4 separate regions of the Mus musculus genome follow, and all the other regions are linked to region 2. A link is a contact called in public Hi-C and targeted proximity ligation data. All regions are on one chromosome and are shown on one strand. The core of a region is the stretch at or near the end of the contact, and the rest is flanking DNA. Distances in the headings are between cores, read along the strand shown.

Evidence for each region. Hi-C and Micro-C count contacts between places; a contact is called where the count stands out from the background.
Region 1: a contact with region 2 is called in a targeted proximity ligation map of memory CD8 T cells, with 6 read pairs.
Region 3: a contact with region 2 is called in a Hi-C map of the G1E-ER4 cell line, with 2.4 times the contacts expected there.
Region 4: a contact with region 2 is called in a targeted proximity ligation map of memory CD8 T cells, with 30 read pairs. A contact is called at or near these places in 1 of 484 Hi-C or Micro-C datasets (CD4 T cells) and 1 of 130 datasets of targeted methods (memory CD8 T cells).

What each region holds. Positions count from the first base shown.
Region 1 is chr19:32,572,892-32,575,591 of GRCm38.p6, reverse strand. No RefSeq gene overlaps it. Among named protein-coding and RNA genes, the nearest start is that of Gm36419, 31 kb to the right of the region's middle.
Region 2 is chr19:33,100,212-33,102,911 of GRCm38.p6, reverse strand. It overlaps Gm29863 (a long non-coding RNA gene), which reads right to left. Exons shown (of 5, transcript XR_386659.2): 4 at 2,043-2,179; 5 at 751-1,160. Among named protein-coding and RNA genes, the nearest start is that of Gm29863, 16 kb to the right of the region's middle.
Region 3 is chr19:32,509,075-32,511,774 of GRCm38.p6, reverse strand. All of the region lies in intron 4 of Minpp1 (multiple inositol polyphosphate histidine phosphatase 1), which reads right to left. Among named protein-coding and RNA genes, the nearest start is that of Minpp1, 25 kb to the right of the region's middle.
Region 4 is chr19:32,270,628-32,273,327 of GRCm38.p6, reverse strand. The region is part of intron 3 of Sgms1 (sphingomyelin synthase 1); the gene reads left to right. Among named protein-coding and RNA genes, the nearest start is that of Sgms1, 120 kb to the left of the region's middle.

The sequences.
Region 1 (2,700 bases), core at 147-2,646, 530 kb after region 2:
GCTTCTGTTCTTTTACTGATACAAATTCCCAACCTCTCGACAGTGAGTTCTTAGGATTTGCTGTTCTGGACCTAGTGCAGAGTTGGCAAATTCAGGCAATGAAGCTAGCTGCAGAACCCTGGGGTTATGTGTGCTTTATATTTCTTAGTGGGTTTAAGCACTCTGCAGGCTATGTTGCTGTTCCACTTTATGAAGGAGGAGAATGAGGTACAGAGAGGTGAAGGAACTAAGTGAAGGACACCCCAAGATTTAAATGCAGAGTCCGGCTTCTCAGTCCATGCGCATCGTGGCTTTGACCCAGCCTCTATACAGGCAGTCCATTTTAAACATTTTAAGCAGAATAAAATGATCACCAGCTTGCAATCATTTATGGAAAAGTAATTCTGCATAAGCGAAGGAGGAGCTTAGGCAACTGTGCAAAACAGATCAGTTTTGAAGTCTTTGATGATTTATGTTTTCATAGACATCCAACCACAGGCATTCTCTCACACCTGAGGTATGTTTCCTGAGAGTCAGACCACTGGGGGAGCACACCATCTGTGTTTAACCATTTAAAGGACTGCCAAGCTGTTTCTCAAGGATGTTGAACAAGTTGACGACCCCATCAACCAGTGTAGGAAGATTCCAATTCTCTGTGGTCATACTCATCACTGTTGGCCTTTAAAAAAATTATGAATCTCCCAGTGATTGTGACGTGGTATCTTGTGGGGGTTTTCCCTTTGATTTTTTCCCCCTCCTGATTATCAAGGTTAAGTATCTTCTTGTGTGCTCCTTGGCCATTGGTACTGATTCTTGGGAGAGCTTTCTGTCACTATTTCTTACCTGTTTCAAGTTTTCCTCTTGTGGGAAAAGCTGTAGCGATGCCACCCATACCTCACCACAGTTTACAACCTCCAGGAAGTGGTAAACGGGGTTTGTAAAGCATGTGATCTTGGCATTATTAACATCTTAGTTTTCCGAGTTCATGACTTCAATAAAGACCCCAGGAATTCAAAGTTCATTGCAGATGGATTGGTCTTAGATCTAAGAGGGTTTATATATTCAAGATACCACTGAGCCTTTGGGGCTTTATTTCAGGGCTATAACTCAGGATGAGGGTCATTCACAGAATATCAGGTGAAAGATCTGAGGAGAGAAACAAGGAAATTGTGGAGCTCAGGGCCTTTGAAAACCACCAAATGTTAATCTACCGATATGGGTGGCCTTGATCTCTGAAAGTTCTGGGACATACCAGAGTCTTGGTTAAAGATGTCCATCAGCCACCCAGTCCTATCTCATGTTCCTAGATATATAGGTAGCAGGGCTGTGAATGAGGAAGCCATGAAGTGAGTTGGTTAAGCACTGAGGCCGTGCCAACTTCATAGCTTTGAACTCCACACTGGCTGTTGACTTGCAGCTTATGAATCCTGCCATTCACTTTACTGCTGTGAGCGTCAGGCAAGCTCTGGTGAGATAGAGAGGAGTTCACTGGAGTATAATGGGGATCATGGTAAAGGCTGGTTTCTAAGGGTGGAATTCATGCACTGTCAATCGTAACCTTGAAAATTCTTCAAGTTCAAAGGCAAGTACATTCCAAGTGTGCAGTTTGATGCAGACAATGCTAAACAGGGTTTCCTTGGATGCCGCTCCCTTGTTCATTATCCCCATTGCCTTCTTCTATGAACACTCTCACACCTCTGGCAGAAATAAAGTTTAGGCAGTCAGACCTTTGCCATCACTTTTCCAGTCTTGCTGAAGGTTTCAGTCCACAAGGGAGGTTGCTCTCACGTTTGGCTGTATCTGCTGTTCATCCCAGGCTCATCCGGTGACTCGTAGGGCAAGCTCACAACACTTTAACTCTTCCTCTTTTGTTTTAAGCACTCATGTAGGATTCTTGCAAGTTAGGTGTGCACATGCCGGTTCTCCTCTGTGAGATGCATAAACTATTTATGTGTCCTGTAAATCCTCGTCAAAGGCTTCTCAACATGTGCTCGTTATGCCCAAACACCCAAATCTAAGCTGCTTGGTTGACTGAGGTGGTAACCTCCAAGATTTCTCTTCTGAGAGAAGAGCAGAGTGCCCATGGGCAGCATCTAGTACGCAACTCTGCTTGCTCCTGTGTTGGCCTCGCCCACAGCCACTGTTTTGGAAGCCTTCCCAGATCTGCTCCACCTAGCCTAGCACTCGGTACACAGAGCCTGATAGTCAGGCCAGAGGTCAGCGGGTGGCTGGGAAAAGAGTTCATTTAAACCAAACTCCACCAGAGCTTCAGGGTCTACTCTCAGCAGTAGCAAGGGTGAGAGGCAAGAATATAGCATCTTCTTCCTTACTGTCTTCTGGAGCAGAGAGAGTAGGAAGATGCAGGCACCATCAGCCAGGAAGACCTGGGCATTTGGAGCTTCACTGGCAACACAAGGTGGCCATTAGTGTGGCTTGCTCATTGGGAAGCTCCTCATTGAAGAACTTCAACAAAGGGGAGAGCACTTTGCATTGGCTGAAGCAGAAAAGCCTTATTGGCATAAGAGTAAGAGACTGTGCCAGGACAGAGGGTTGGCTTAATGAGTAAAGGTGTCTGACTCACAAGCGTGGGGACCTAAGTTCTACCCCTAGAGCCTACATAATGATTGAAGGAGCAAACCAATTCCATCTAACCTCCAAACTTATGTCATGGTATACATGTGCACACAGGTCTGGGTGCCCATATGCGTGTATGCACTCGTG
Region 2 (2,700 bases), core at 137-2,636:
TGAGCTGAGAGGTTCATGACATGCTATTAAGAAGTTTGTGATTGGACTTGGGAAATCAGATGGATCTCCAAGGAAAAGGGACCATATCTGAACCATTGCATTTAGAATATTTTTGAGTCCCGGAGCAGCTATTTATGAGAAGGGAGAGTTGTTTTTTGTCTCAATTCCAGGTTCTGACTTATGTGTAGTGAAGAAGCCGCTTTGCACAGCAGACCTGAAGTCCCTGAAATATCCATGACGTCACCTTTTTTCTACTGATCTCCCTTTGACTGCACAGAGGCATGCTATTAGCTTTGTGCTGTTTGAGCTAAATTCTCCCACATGTAGCTAGCAATCCAGCCAAAACAATGTCAGCAGGAAATTTCACACTGGATGCTCAAGGTAGTCCCAGCTCAGGGAGATGGAAAGATCAGGTTCGGATGCTTGGTTTTGCTAAGGATCAGGACAGAAAGAAAAGGCATCCAAGGTGGGATGCAGGGCTGCCTAGAATATGCAGCTTCCTGTCTTCCAGGCAGTGAGTGGTACACTGTCACCCTGTATTCCCAGGGCTTATGTGACATATGTGAATACAGAAAGCACTCAGCTCCATTTCTGGTGGTGAACCTAGGAGACCTTGCTCCTAAATGACAGAGGAGCCATTTTAAGATATGATATCATAAAAGATAATAATATCTGAAAGGGGGAAATGCATGCACCCAGGGTAACACATAAGTAGGCGAGCACAGGATGAATTTGTGGTTAAACCATTTATTCCATTGCAGATGACAATTTAACTCTTTGGAGCCCAGAGTTCCCCCTATGCTCATGCGTCGTGAAGAGATGATTACGTAATCTGCACTGCAGGTTGAATTGGGAACATCTGGGGACAGTTGTAGGGAGCTAGCCATGATCCTGAAGCTCAGACTAAGATCACTGGCCTCCAGTTCTCTCTGCCAGCCCCATGGTAACAGGAAGGCATAACCCTTGCCCCCAGATCTATTGAACCGAGCAAACAGTGGGGCTGAGCACTCGCATTGTGAACGACTATTTGGAGAAAAGATGGGGTGGGGATTGAAATGTTCTGCTAATCAAAGGCACCAACTGTTGCTGCTTCTCCGGCTTTCTTCAGAAACATCACACGGGTGATGGTACGTTTTTTTCAAGCCTGCGCCAGCCCAGCTCTAAAATGGAAAAGTATTCGTTTCATATGAGCAAATGTTTTCTTCTTTTTTGCTTCTCTCTCTCTCTCTCTCTCTCTCTCTCTCTCTCTCTCTCTCTCTCTCTCCCTTCCTCTCTCCCTCCCTCTCTCTCTCCCTCTCTCTCTCCCTCTCTCTCTCCCCACTGTGGGAAAACGAACTTACTTTCAGTTACGCCTGACATCTGACCACTATACTGATCACGAGGACACTGTGGTAAACCACAGGCCCACTTGAAAATATCTCTCTTAGGCACAGTTCCTGTGCTTTAGAGGGCACCATCCCTGGCTTTTGGTTGTGGCCCTGACTCTCGGCTCTGGCGTCCTCCATAGGAGTTCCATTTTCTCTTTCTTCCTCTACTGACAATGAGTGGTCTCATCCCCACATCTTCCAAATGAGCCAATTCACAAAATAAGTAAAATGTAAAAATGGTGCCTTTTTTTTTCCTATCCAAAGCCTCAAACAGAGCTCTGACTGTACACTGCACCCTTCTAAAAATGAAACAAGGCATGAAAACTTAAAGATAGGCTCAGGAGAAGGCTTGGTGGGTAGGAACACTTATTTCCTGAATGTGAGGATCTGAGTTCAGATCTCCAGCACACACATAAAAAACTGAATGTACCCAAGTGGGCCTGTAATTCCAGCACTGAGGCAGGGAAGACAGAGACAAGAGAGAGAATTACAGTGGCTTTTTAGCCCACGGCCTAGGCAAAAAACAAAATCGGCACTGGTTCAGTGAGAGAGTCTACTTCAGGGGTATAAGGCAGTCAGCAATAGAGGGAGATGCATGTATGCACAGATGCAAGCAAGTGAGTGTGTGTGTGTGTGTGTGTGTGTGTGTGTGTGTTTGTACCCGCACACACTTACAAGGCGGTAGAGGGTGGGTGGTGGTATCTTGATTAATAATGAGATGACCAGCCAGGATTTATTCATACTCCTTCTGTCTGAATCATCTTGTTTCTTGTAGCTGTTTTACACTTCCAGGATCTTGCCATCTGCCCACTCTACAGAAATACAGGAAAGCATTTTAAAAACAATGGCTTGGGGGGGGGGGGAGATCTGGGGATCCGAAAACCTATCTTTCTTTCTTTCACCCCACTGCTTACTGCTGCTTTCCTGAGAATGCAGTGCTGTTCCTGCTGCACCGGACTTGCCTCTTAACAACCTTCCTTCTGCCCCTCACAGCTCACATCTGGAGCCTGAGGAGAAAGAACAGATGTGGCTGCCCCCTTGCCTAAGTGGGAGGGGGGAGGACACCCTGGGTAGTTTGTCCTGCTTGGATCTAATATGTGTCACTGGAATATAGGTCAGCATTTTGATGGATAGGTTGAAACAGGCCAGAGGCAAAGATACCCCCGGGTTCACCCCACTCCACTCTACTGTCTTCTCCCCCAAAGCAAGTTAAGCCCCCAATGGCCTCAAGAGACATGCACAGCAGATGGAGCTGGTCTTCATGTCTTTACATTCTGCACACTAATTCTGTAGAAATCTAGAGCTAAGCTAAGGCTTTATCAGTCTGGGCTTG
Region 3 (2,700 bases), core at 110-2,609, 590 kb after region 2:
AAAGATGGTTTTGTTTTGTTTTTTTGTTGTTGTTGGTTTTTTTTTTTTTTTTTTTTCCTGAGACAGGGTTTCTCTGTGTAGCCCTGGCTGTCCTGGAACTCACTCTGTAGACCAGGCTGGCCTCGAACTCAGAAATCCGCCTGCCTCTGCCTCCCAATGCTGGGATTAAAGGCGTGCGCCACCACTGCCCGGCTTGTAAAGATGTTTTAAGTTTATGAAATAATGTCAAAGAGGGAAGAATGAGCATGATTTTGTGTGTGTGCATGCATGTATGTGTGTTCTGCTCTTACTGCAGCTCAAAGCATCCAGCTGGAAGCAGATGTTCTTATAACTAAGAGCAAGAGAACATGGTGGTGCTGCTCATATTAAAATAAAAGATACTTAAAAAATGGCCATATTAAAATCTGCAAGAAGCAATAAGGAACAGCCTTTTCAAAGCTCCATTGACTGATCTGCTAGGCGTGGCATAAGTATTACTCCTTGTCAAGGGCTCGGTACCATGTTCATTTCTCTTCTCATGTGGGGTGGGGCGTAGAGAAAAGCAGGTAAGATAACAACAAGGAAATGTAATTCTGGCTTGTACAGATAGCAGCATATGACTGTTGAGAAAGCCTCTCATCTCAGGAGGGACTTGCTAAGAGGCAGTGTCTGGAGAGTCCGTGCACACACTGCTCCCTGCCCCTGATAGCTCAGCCAAGTGCAGCAGCAGGCTCGCACTGTGAGTGCAGGAGCCCATGTGTAAAGATGAAGAGGACACGGCCACCTTGGTCAGCACAGCCAGCTAACCTCACTAAAAATACCATGCACTAAACTTACAAGGGGAGTTCAAGGAAAATAGCCTACCTCTAGAAAACTATTACCCCAAGTCTTATTTAGTTCTTTTTTTCCTTTTTTTGAGACAGGGTCTCACTGTGTAGCTCTGGCTGGCCTGAAATTCACTATGTAGACGAGTCCAGCCTCAAACTCATCTGCCTACCCCCGAACTCCTGACTTCCAAGTGCTAGGATTAAAGAAAGGCATGGACTACCACACAGGCCATAAAGTCAAATGTTTTAGATTAGTTTCCTTCAGGTAGACTACACCTGAAAATTATTCAAAATAAATGTGTGGCTTGCTATTCTGACTCTGGATGCAAGCTCATTTGGGTCAAAGCCCTCATAAACGTGAGCATCTGCTGAAGTGAGGACAGTGGAAGGTGGGTCCCCCACAGCTGAACTCTGAGGGCACAAGAACACACTCAGCAAGTTATGCCAAAGGAAGATAAGCCACTTCCTCTGCAGTTGCTGGACTGACCCATAGCAATACATTAGCATGAGGCACAGAGCAGCAAATCAATGTGTGAGAGCGAATAGTCACAGACCATAAGAGCTGGGGTAGCTCCAGCAGCAGGGGTCAGAGGTCATACTCATTAGTGGTGTAAGGGTTTAGAGTCCAAGAGGCCATTCAGGTTGGTTCTCGTTCTAAAATATAAGTGTAAATACCACACTGAAGACAAACACCACAGCAAGTAGTACAGTCACTTGACTGAGCAGCATATTTTAGAAATCACCAGATATCCCAAAGCACCAAACATAAATAAAAAGTCCAGGTAGCCTGTGGCTAAGTTTAATAGATACAATCAGAGCCAAAACAAAGGACCATCTAAAATAAGTGATCTGGGAAAAACCGAAACATCCCCGTGTGTAAGAAATTCTTGTATAGAGTAGGACAAGCCATTTAAGATAACAGACACTCATTTACTTCCAAACCACTGCTGATTTAAAATAATCTCAAGCCAGCTTTCTGGGAACAGAACAGTATTCCACCTGGGAGTTCTGCAAGACTGCGCGGTGTGTCAGTGCTACGTCACAAGGCTTCTAGTCTAGGAATCTGGATTCACCAACTTTAAAGGCATGTCCATATCAAATCACAGGGTGTAAGTTCTTACTTGGCATAAATTCATCCAAGGATTATTAAAGGCGAGGACCATCTACCTAAGATTTTTAGTCAGAAGTGGTATACAGTAAGAAAAAAAAAAACTGTTAAAATTTCTTGTTTCTCCTGTGTTCGTGGTTAAACCCAGGGCTTTGTATACATGGGGCAAGCATCCTGCCAATCCCTACACTTCCAGATCTGTCCTTGCTTTGACTTTAGAGATTGGGTCTCACCACAGAGCCGATTTCTCCTGGGATTCACCATTTACCCAGGCTGCTGTCTAATATTTGATGCTTCTGCTTCCACTTCCCTGCTTCTGGGAATGCAGGCAGGGAGTGCCTTGTATATCCAAAACATACATACACCCATAACACACACACACAACACACACGCGCGCACGCACACACTAACTTCATTCTTGATTTTTTTTCATTTCAAATACAACACAGAAAGAGTTCAATAGATAACTATGTTGAGGTTGTAAGGGTAAGAAGGCAAACTGAGCCTACTTTCAATTAAGCAACGGGAAGAACATTAAATTAAGGTCAGGGAGAGTTCTCTATGCAGTCTGGTTGGCTCTAACTCCTTCCAAGTTAGCTGCTTGGGTACTTGGGCTAAGTCTGAGACCATGACAGACTGTGTTACATGGTCCTTCCATTAGTAACAGCTCAGAGCATTAACTGCTTAAGTCTCAAACATATGCTTTTCTTCATTATGTTGTTTCCCATAGCCTGAATTCAACTTAGTTATCACTGGGCATTTAAGTTTTACTTAAAGTTTAATTAG
Region 4 (2,700 bases), core at 3-2,502, 830 kb after region 2:
CTCTTGTCACAACAGTAGTATTGTATAAGAAGACCATTATTTGCTATTGTTTGCATTTATTATAATGTACATAATTGGTGCTCTTATTAAGGGCTGTAGCCTGAGCATGATTGTCTACTAGTGTTCCCCAGACTTGCCTGAGCTTATACCGTTCCTCAGGTGCTTGTTAAAAGCAAAGATTCTCAGGCACCACCCAGATACCCAGACTTGCTTCATCAGATCCCCATGGGAGAGGCCCGGCAGAGCCCTATTACACACCCTGGTTTCAGATATTTTGCATGAATTTTTGGTGTGCGTCCATATTTGGTACTGTGTGTTCCAGTCTTGACCAGAGGAAACATGGCCTCTGGTCAGACTCTTGGCAAAGACTCTTTTTCTCAACATGTGTAACATATTCTCACACTCCAGGTTCTAGCTACAAAGAAGAATGGTATCATGTGTGCAACTTGGCTAGCCTGGCATTCTTTCTCTCTCTTGGTGAAATATCCTAATAACCTGCTCAGCCTCAACATATGTATCAACATGATGAGCCTGTGCACAGTTCTGAGTGTTCCCTCCAGATGTGGGTGGGATGGGAACAGGAAGTGCCATGGCGTGCTCTCACCGTTATCAGTGGAGAGCAGGCTGCAAGCTCTACTTTTTTCAGTGGAGACCTGGGAGCCAGATGCTGCATCTTAACCCAGGGCACAGAGATTAGTGCACTCTGAGCCAGCTCTTCTGGAAAAACAGCGTTTGGCTGTTTTTCACACAAGCCTGCAAATTTTTCTCTCTAGCCCAGTTACTTCCTTGTTAGTGACAAAGAAAGGTGGGTTTGTCACATTTTACTCACAGGACTGGGGTTTTGGGAGACATTGCAAATGGGGTTCCCAGCTTGGGGTTCTCATCTTAGCAAGGGAGTACTCTGCATTCCTGCGGAGATGGGGCGATTTTTTTGCCTCCACCTTATTCTGTGAGGATTTAAAGTGATTGATCTTGATGCTTCTGTCCCCCTCCCTCCCTAAGGTCGTGGTTTTACATGAATAGAACTTGACTTGAGATTCGGACGTGGGTTAACCTTGCCTTTCTGTTCTCATTCTCCTCATGCCATAAGGCAGCTTGATGAGTGCTGAGAATCTTATTTCAGTGTCAGGTTCATTTTCTGACCTGTGAACAAGTTTATCCAGGTTTGTGGCGATTGATATAACAGAGGAGTTTGTGTATTCTGTGGCGCCCCTTAGAAAAAGCCTGTGAGGCACCCTTGACAGTAGCATCTGAAGACTGAAAGAGAAAGTGGTTTTGCCCTAGCCCCATGGCATTCTTAGTGAAAAACGCTGATCCACACAGTTGTACAGAGAATTTTAAAAATATCATGGCAGGGATGAGCAGTTGACGAGGGACATGGCTACTCATCATAGCTTGGAGAGAATGCAGTCAGCTTGCTCTTGGTTTCTTTTGCCTTGTGGGTAGATGGAAATCACCAGGCACTCCTTGCGTCTATCCCGCTCTCAGCCTTTAAGCGCTTAGCAGTGGAATGAGCCCAGGCCTGTAGCTTCCTTTACTTCTCTTGCTGTTCTGTTTTGCAATGTCTTTTCTCATTTGTGGATCTTTCCATTGCAGGAGAGACTGGAGGTAGCTGCTCATGTCATTGGTTTACTGACTGTAAGCTTATGCAGGTTAAGTGTTTTTGATTTGCCGTATCTACAGACTGTTTATGTCTAGTGAGCAGCCTCGTGGGAGGAGGGCATTCTAAAGACGCGATGAGGGCTTGGCCAATGATATGTTGATGTAATGAGGAAGCAATGCCTACTCCAGACATTTCCAAATTGCCAGTATCATGTGGAGGGGAGGTTCAGTTACCACCCACAAAGGAAGCCTTCTGCTCAAACAGGTGGAAAAACTCCAACCCTTTCTCTCTCCACCCAGTCCATATACATAACAAAACACAACACAAATGGACTGTGAAACAAGACAGCCAATTTTGTTAAATACCTGTATTCAAAACTATAATTGTGTATGTTATTATATATAATTATCTAGCAAGTAATCCTAAGCCCCCCAAAATTTTAATGATACCATGTATCTTGCCACGTTACTGTATTTTTCATTTCTATAAAAACATACATTTTAATTCAGCATTATAGTTTGTGCACATTTATGTATGTATGCGTGTACATGTACATGTGTATGTTCATGTATATACGTTTGTGTACATATGTGCTACTGTGTGCATGTAGAGGTCAAAGGACAACCTTTGGCGGTCAGTTCTCCTTCCATTGTGGGTTCTGGCATTGACGAACTTCAAAGAGGATTTTTTTGTTTGTTTGTTTTGTTTTGCTTTGTTTTAATCTGTTGGCCTTCTCAGAGGCTCTTAACAAATTTTCTAACCTCTTTGAAAGTGAGGCTTCAATCTCACACCTTCTAGAAATGTCTGAGGCACCTAACAAGACAAAGTATCTTATAAGGACTTAGAAACAGTATACTGATGGGACTTAAAGTATCACTCAGTAGTTTGATCTAAGTGCTAGACTGCAGTGCTACACTCGGTTTTTCACATTTAAAAAGATGTTTTGTGCTGGGCGGTGGTGGCGCACACCTTTAATCCCAGCATTTGGGAGGCAGTGGCAGGCAGATTTCTGAGTTCAAAACTAGCCTGGTCTACAAAGTGAGTTCCAGGACAACCAGGGCTATACAGAGAAACCCTGTCTCGAAAAACAAAACAAT